Linked DNA regions of Canis lupus: region 1 is linked to region 2. Evidence: chromatin contacts called from public Hi-C data. All regions are on one chromosome and are shown on one strand. Each heading gives the region's core, a stretch centred on a gene start, on an enhancer-like site or on the middle of the called end of the contact. The rest is flanking DNA. Distances are from core to core; before and after follow the strand shown.

Evidence for each region. A called contact is a pair of places that touch in the nucleus more often than the background predicts.
Region 1: a contact with region 2 is called in a Hi-C map of blood, with 2.0 times the contacts expected there. The contact joins the promoter of LOC119875920 here to the promoter of PPP2R1A in region 2. A contact is called at or near these places in 2 of 9 Hi-C or Micro-C datasets (both in blood).

Annotation. Positions count from the first base shown.
Region 1 is chr1:105,789,541-105,792,372 of UU_Cfam_GSD_1.0, forward strand. It overlaps LOC119875920 (zinc finger protein 160-like), which reads right to left and starts at 1,449. Exons shown (of 15, transcript XM_038525537.1): 1 at 1,276-1,449.
Region 2 is chr1:105,635,538-105,638,280 of UU_Cfam_GSD_1.0, forward strand. It overlaps PPP2R1A (serine/threonine-protein phosphatase 2A 65 kDa regulatory subunit A alpha isoform), which reads right to left and starts at 1,355. Exons shown (of 15, transcript XM_038527958.1): 1 at 1,173-1,355. The coding sequence starts at 1,250. It also overlaps the pseudogene LOC119870930 and the pseudogene LOC111098979.

The DNA of each region.
Region 1 (2,832 bases), core at 199-2,698, 150 kb after region 2:
ATTTCACGTCATTACCACTTATATTAATATGTTTGATTCAGGAATGCCTGGGTGGCTCAGTGGTTGAGTGTCTGCCTTTGGCTCAGGGTCCTGGGATCAAGTCCCTTATCAGGCTCCCCTCCTCTGCCTATGTCTTTGCCTCTTCCCTGTGTTTCTCATGAATAAATAAAATCTTTAAAAAATTTTTTTGATTCAGACACCATGGCAATGGCTCACCAACCTGTGTTGGTATTACTGCAATGATTAAAACTGTATAAGTATCATCTTCTATGCAAATACGTTGAGGATATGAAAGGACATGATACAATCAATTTTCCTTATACTTATACAGATATACAGATGCTCCTAAATGTGAGGGGTGGGGGGAAAGGTTCTCACTATGGAACAGAATATAGGGTAGAGGAGATGCTTTTACTTAGAATGACCCTAAAAGAAAATATCCATGACTATAGTTAATTTGAGGCAAGAAGAACAAAAGCTACATCTTTTAAGAGTAAATATGTCCGGACGCCTGGGTGGCTCAGCAGTTGGACGTTCGCCTTCGGCTCAGGGCGTGATCCCTGCGAGGAGCCTCCATCTCCCTCTGCCTGTGTCTCTGCCTCTCTCTTTCTCTGTCTCCCATGAATAAGTAAATAAAATCTTAAAAAAAAAAAAAAAAAAGAGTCATTGTGTCACTAGCTCACTCAGAACACACTTGATTTTGTGGGGACAGTGCGAAGAGAGATGTTGGGAGACAAAGTTTTCAGGAAGGTCCGTAATGATGGACTTGAAGGAGAGAATTGGGTTTGGATTAACTGGAGAAAATGCAGCCTCAGGTCTGTTTCCAGCATTCAAGGCTTAAGCCTGAACCCTCCGATTCTCCAGGGGCCCTGGATCTCCTCGAACACGGAGAGCGCCCACCAGGAGCCTCTTAGGGTGAGTCCTGTATTAAAAGTGCCATACCCACAACAGGCTGAAGAAACCAATAGGGACATCTCCAACCTAGGCTCCTCTAACACACGGAAGCTGGGCAAATTCACGCATATACTTTCCACCCCACTTCTCAACCACCAAGTCCCAGGGGCAGAGCGACCCACGTGGACTTCAAACCCTAACAAAGTGGGCCTCTCAGTCGCGATGTCTTCAGACTTTTCATCACTGACTCCCAAAGGCCCCATCACGCTCCCCGGATTCCTTAATGATTGAATCCAAATAAAATCCCAACTGCGGTCCTTCACACACGCTCCCGTTTCACGGACCCCACAGGCCGAGAACCAAGCCCGGAACCTGACTCACCTGAACCCGAACCTCCACAGAGGCTGAACGCAGCGACGAAAAGCCCCCAACGTCCATAGCCACTTCCTGTCCGGATGCGCTTCCTCGCAGCACCTAGGAACTCGGATCCACCGAGACCAGCGAATCCCGCGAGGCCCTTGGCGCGCTGCGGGATTTTGGAACTCGGATGGCGGGCCCTGCTCTATGACGTAGAGGCCACGCCCACGCCGGCGTTTCTGAAGGTGGGGGCTATAGCGGCTTTGTAGCGAAATCGAAATCATTACTGGCCCCGCTAGTGTTTTTACCTCCTCGCTGCGAGGGATGACCAATAAAGCTATGCTAACTGGGTAAGACTTCAGAAGTTGGTGTCTATCAAAGCCACGAGGCACGTTTATCGGCCGAGGGAAGAAAGATGGCGGCGCCCTTTGTGCCCTGCCCAGCGCAGGCGTTAAGGCTGGAGCACCGAGGGCGCGGCCATCTTAGAGGATGGCAGGTGTCCGTACGGCTGGGAGGGCTTCAGGCCGCGGCCGACTTCTGTGGAAGCTGAGACGTCACAGGGCGGGCAACGGCTGCTTAACGTCTTAGGTTTAGGGAGAGGGCGGTTGTGTGTGGAGTGTATAAGACCCTTGTCGTGTAGAAGGAAGACCGCCACTGAAGAGGCGAAGCCGATAGAGTGGAACTTCCTAAAGAGATGCTAATCCCCCGGAAAGAGCTCCTACCTCTACGGGGAAGGGATGAAGTGAAGGGCACAAGTGTGTTTTTCTTCCAAAAATAAATGATGACTGTGGGTTATTGGAGAATATGAAATTACGGGATAATGTAATTATTTTTTAAAGATTTTATTCATGAGAGACCCAGAGAGATAGAGAGGCAGACTCCATGCAGGGAGCCTGACATGGGACTCGATCCCAGGACTACAGGATCAGGCCCTGGGCTGAAGGAGGCGCTAAACCGCTGAGCCACCTGGGCTGCCTGAGATAATGTAATTATACTCTGCATATTTACCCAAATTTTTAAAAGCGAGCACACTTTAAATTTTTATTATTTAGGCGCGGGGAGGTTTAGTAATAGAGGACTTAAGTAGTTACTCCCTTTTGAGAAGACAACCTGAGTCAATTTAAATTTTTCGTTCTCTTTGACCTGGAAATTCTAATTGCAAGTTAGTAAATTTTTTTTTTATTTTTTAAATATTTATTTATTCATGAGAGACAGAGAGGCAGAGACAGGCAGAGAGAGAAGCAGGCTTTTGGCAAGAGCCCAGTGCAGGACTCAATCCCGTACCCCGGGATCACGACCTGAGTGGAAGGCAGCCGCCCAGGCGTCCCTAAAATTTTTTCTTCATATTAGCCATTTTGGCCTTTGTAATTAAAACGGAAAAAAAAACCTACTTGATGGGATGAGCACTGGGTGTTATACTTTATGTTGGCAAATCGAATTTTTTAAAGACTTTTATTTATGCATGAGAGACGTAGAGAGAGGCAGAGACAGGCAGAGGGAGAAGCAGGCTCCATGCAGGGAGCCTGACGCGGGACTGGATCCCGGGTCTCCAGGATCAGGCCCTGGGCTGAAGGCGGCGCT
Region 2 (2,743 bases), core at 105-2,604:
ATACAAGAGCCCTATGAACCAGATAATTACCTCCATCTGAGAGAAGAGGAAAGCCAGGGCCAAGAGGATTAACAAACTTGCCCATGTCAATTAGCAAGAAGTACAGCAGCAGCCTGTCTGACTCCAGAATCAGTGATCTACCTCGAACTTCAGAGGCTGGGCCTAATGCAATCCGCTCAATTTCATAAACAGAAAAATGGAAGCTCCTATAAAGGAATGGGACCTCTTCCATTACTACTCCCAATAATTGCAGCTAACATTTATTGGACCCTTATAACAATTAGGCACCGTTCTATTTTACTTGCAGTATTAACTCGTCCAGGCCATCACAACCACCCAGGGAGGCCGGAACTATTATTAGCCTACATTGCAGAGAAAACAGGCCCAGAGCGATGAAGTAATTTGCACAAGGTCACACGGCGGGTGGGAGGTAGGGCCGGGGTGGGCAAACCGTGGAGTCCTCAGTCTTCTCAGCCCTTCACCAGAAATGTGCTAGGCTGTTTAGTCAACTGCCCACCGCAGCCCGGCAGGGCCCCAGAAGGCGGGAGAATCTCTATCTCGAAATCCGTGCTTAAATTTGGCCAGTTGCTCTCGTGGGAATGGGGTGTTCTCGCCGCACCTCCCCTCGTGGATTCTACACCAAAACTGAAAAGGGAGGGAGAGCAGGAATTGGAAGGGCAGCCGTCACCGCTCAAGCCCCATTCCGAGAGTTTACCCCAAGGCGCTGAGGCCCAGCCGCCAGAACACAGTAAGGAGAAAACGTACCCGAGCCCCCACACACCGGGGGCCCCTCCCCCACTCGGAATAGGCCGCGCGCCCCATCCCCAAGAGGCCATTCTGGGGCCGCCGCCAATCACCGAGCCCTTCCCTCCGCCCCACCCAGTGGCCTGACCCCCTCCCCAGTCGCAGCTTCCCAGGACCCGGGCCGCCGCGCGCACTTGGCAGGCCCGGGCGCCTCCAGGCTGGCCTGCCTCCCGCCCTCCAGTGGGCCAACACCCAATCCCGGGCGCCCTCTCATCCAGTCCAGGGACATGGAAACGTGAAAGCCGGACGCTGATTGGCCGCCTCCCCCTTCCGCCACTCCTAGCGAACACTGAGCCTTCTCCGCGAGGGCCGTCCGTGCCCCCATTACCTCTTCCTGTAATTCCCCAAGACCCCCGTAGCCTCCGGACCTGAACATCCTCGTTGCGAAGCTCGTCTATCAACACTGCGATGGGGTAGAGCGAATCGTCGCCGTCGGCGGCCGCCATCTTGGTTCCGTCCCGTTCCTGTCAGACTGCAGCCGGCGCCGTGCTGAAACCGGGGCAGGAAGGGTAGGGCTGGGCAGAGGACGGAAGACGAGCGTGGGGTCGCCTGAGCCACTTTACAGGGGCTGCCCCACGGTCATTGGCCGCGCGACGCCCGCATTTCGTTGGTCCGGATAAGTGAAGCCCCGCCCACTGCCCATTTGCCATTGGTTGAAGGGACGAAGTCGGCGGTCTCAGTATAGCAGAGAGGGGAAGGAAACGGAAGTACGCGGTATCTTAGCGACCAAGATTGTACCCGCCTACGTCGCCGCTAACGACGAGGGAGACGAGCAGTTGTACCTAACCAATAAATGGAGGGATTCAGAGGAAGCAAAGACTGCCCTCTGGCCGGTCCAGCACAAAGCTTCTGTGCATGCGTCGCTTGGAGTGCGTGACGTCATGTGAGGACCCGGACAGTCTGCAAGTTTTGGCTTGTGAGGCAGTGGTCCTGGTTCCTGGTGGACGTACTGCCGGCAACTCTGTGAGGGAGGAGATGGGAATGAGCCTTAGGTTTTTGCCTTATTATGCGGAGGCCCCCCGAAGGTTGGTGACTTGCCTTACTCTCTCGATGAAACTCAAGCCCTTCAGGCTGATAGTCAAGGCCCTTGTGAATCTGGTTCCTAAACCGTACTTAGGCGCATCTTCCACTTCTCGTTTTACACTTCAGTGGCCCTGAAAAATTAGAGCCCTCGCAGTACATCATGCTTTTTCACGTCAAACAGCATTTGTCCAAAACATCCCTTTCCTTGGAGAGCAGATCTCTGCATAAATGTCTCCCGTTCACTGCCGTCCAGCCCTCAGAACCACATACGACTACCACTACCACTGATGAAGTTTTGGAATTATAGGTGAGGTCTAGAACCGACCACCAAGAATTCTTGAAACGTCTTTAGTGCAAAATGGTGGTTTTAGTAAAGCACGGGGACAGGACCCGTGGACAGGAAGAGCTGCTGCCCTAGGCCTGTGAGGGGTGGCTGATTATATACCTGGGGGTTGGGAGGGGTTTGAGGATAGCATACTCTAAGGAATTTTGGAAGCAAGGTTTCCAGGACCTTGAGGGGGCTAGCTATTGTTGAGAAAAGGTCACTTATTACCGTCTAATAAAACCTGAGTCATGAGACCCTTCAAATGTATATTGGTGAGCCACGTGCTTGTGGGATGATTGCCAATATGTATCTTGGGGGTTTAGAGATAAAGGGAATTTCTAAAGGAATTTTTATATGTTAAAGTAGACTTACAGGATCCTGGGTGTCTGGCTAATCTTGCCTTTTGCCCTTAGCAAAGTATGAACACCAAGGCAGTTGAGTCTGTAGAGGAACATCACTCCCCCTGTTTCAAGGACTTGTCAATGTACTTCCCAGGGCTTGTGCTTTGTCCTTAGCTAGTCCTTTGTTCCCCATGAAAAATACCTCTGCATCAGAAACAGGCTCAATCATCAGCTTGATTCTAGGCAGTCT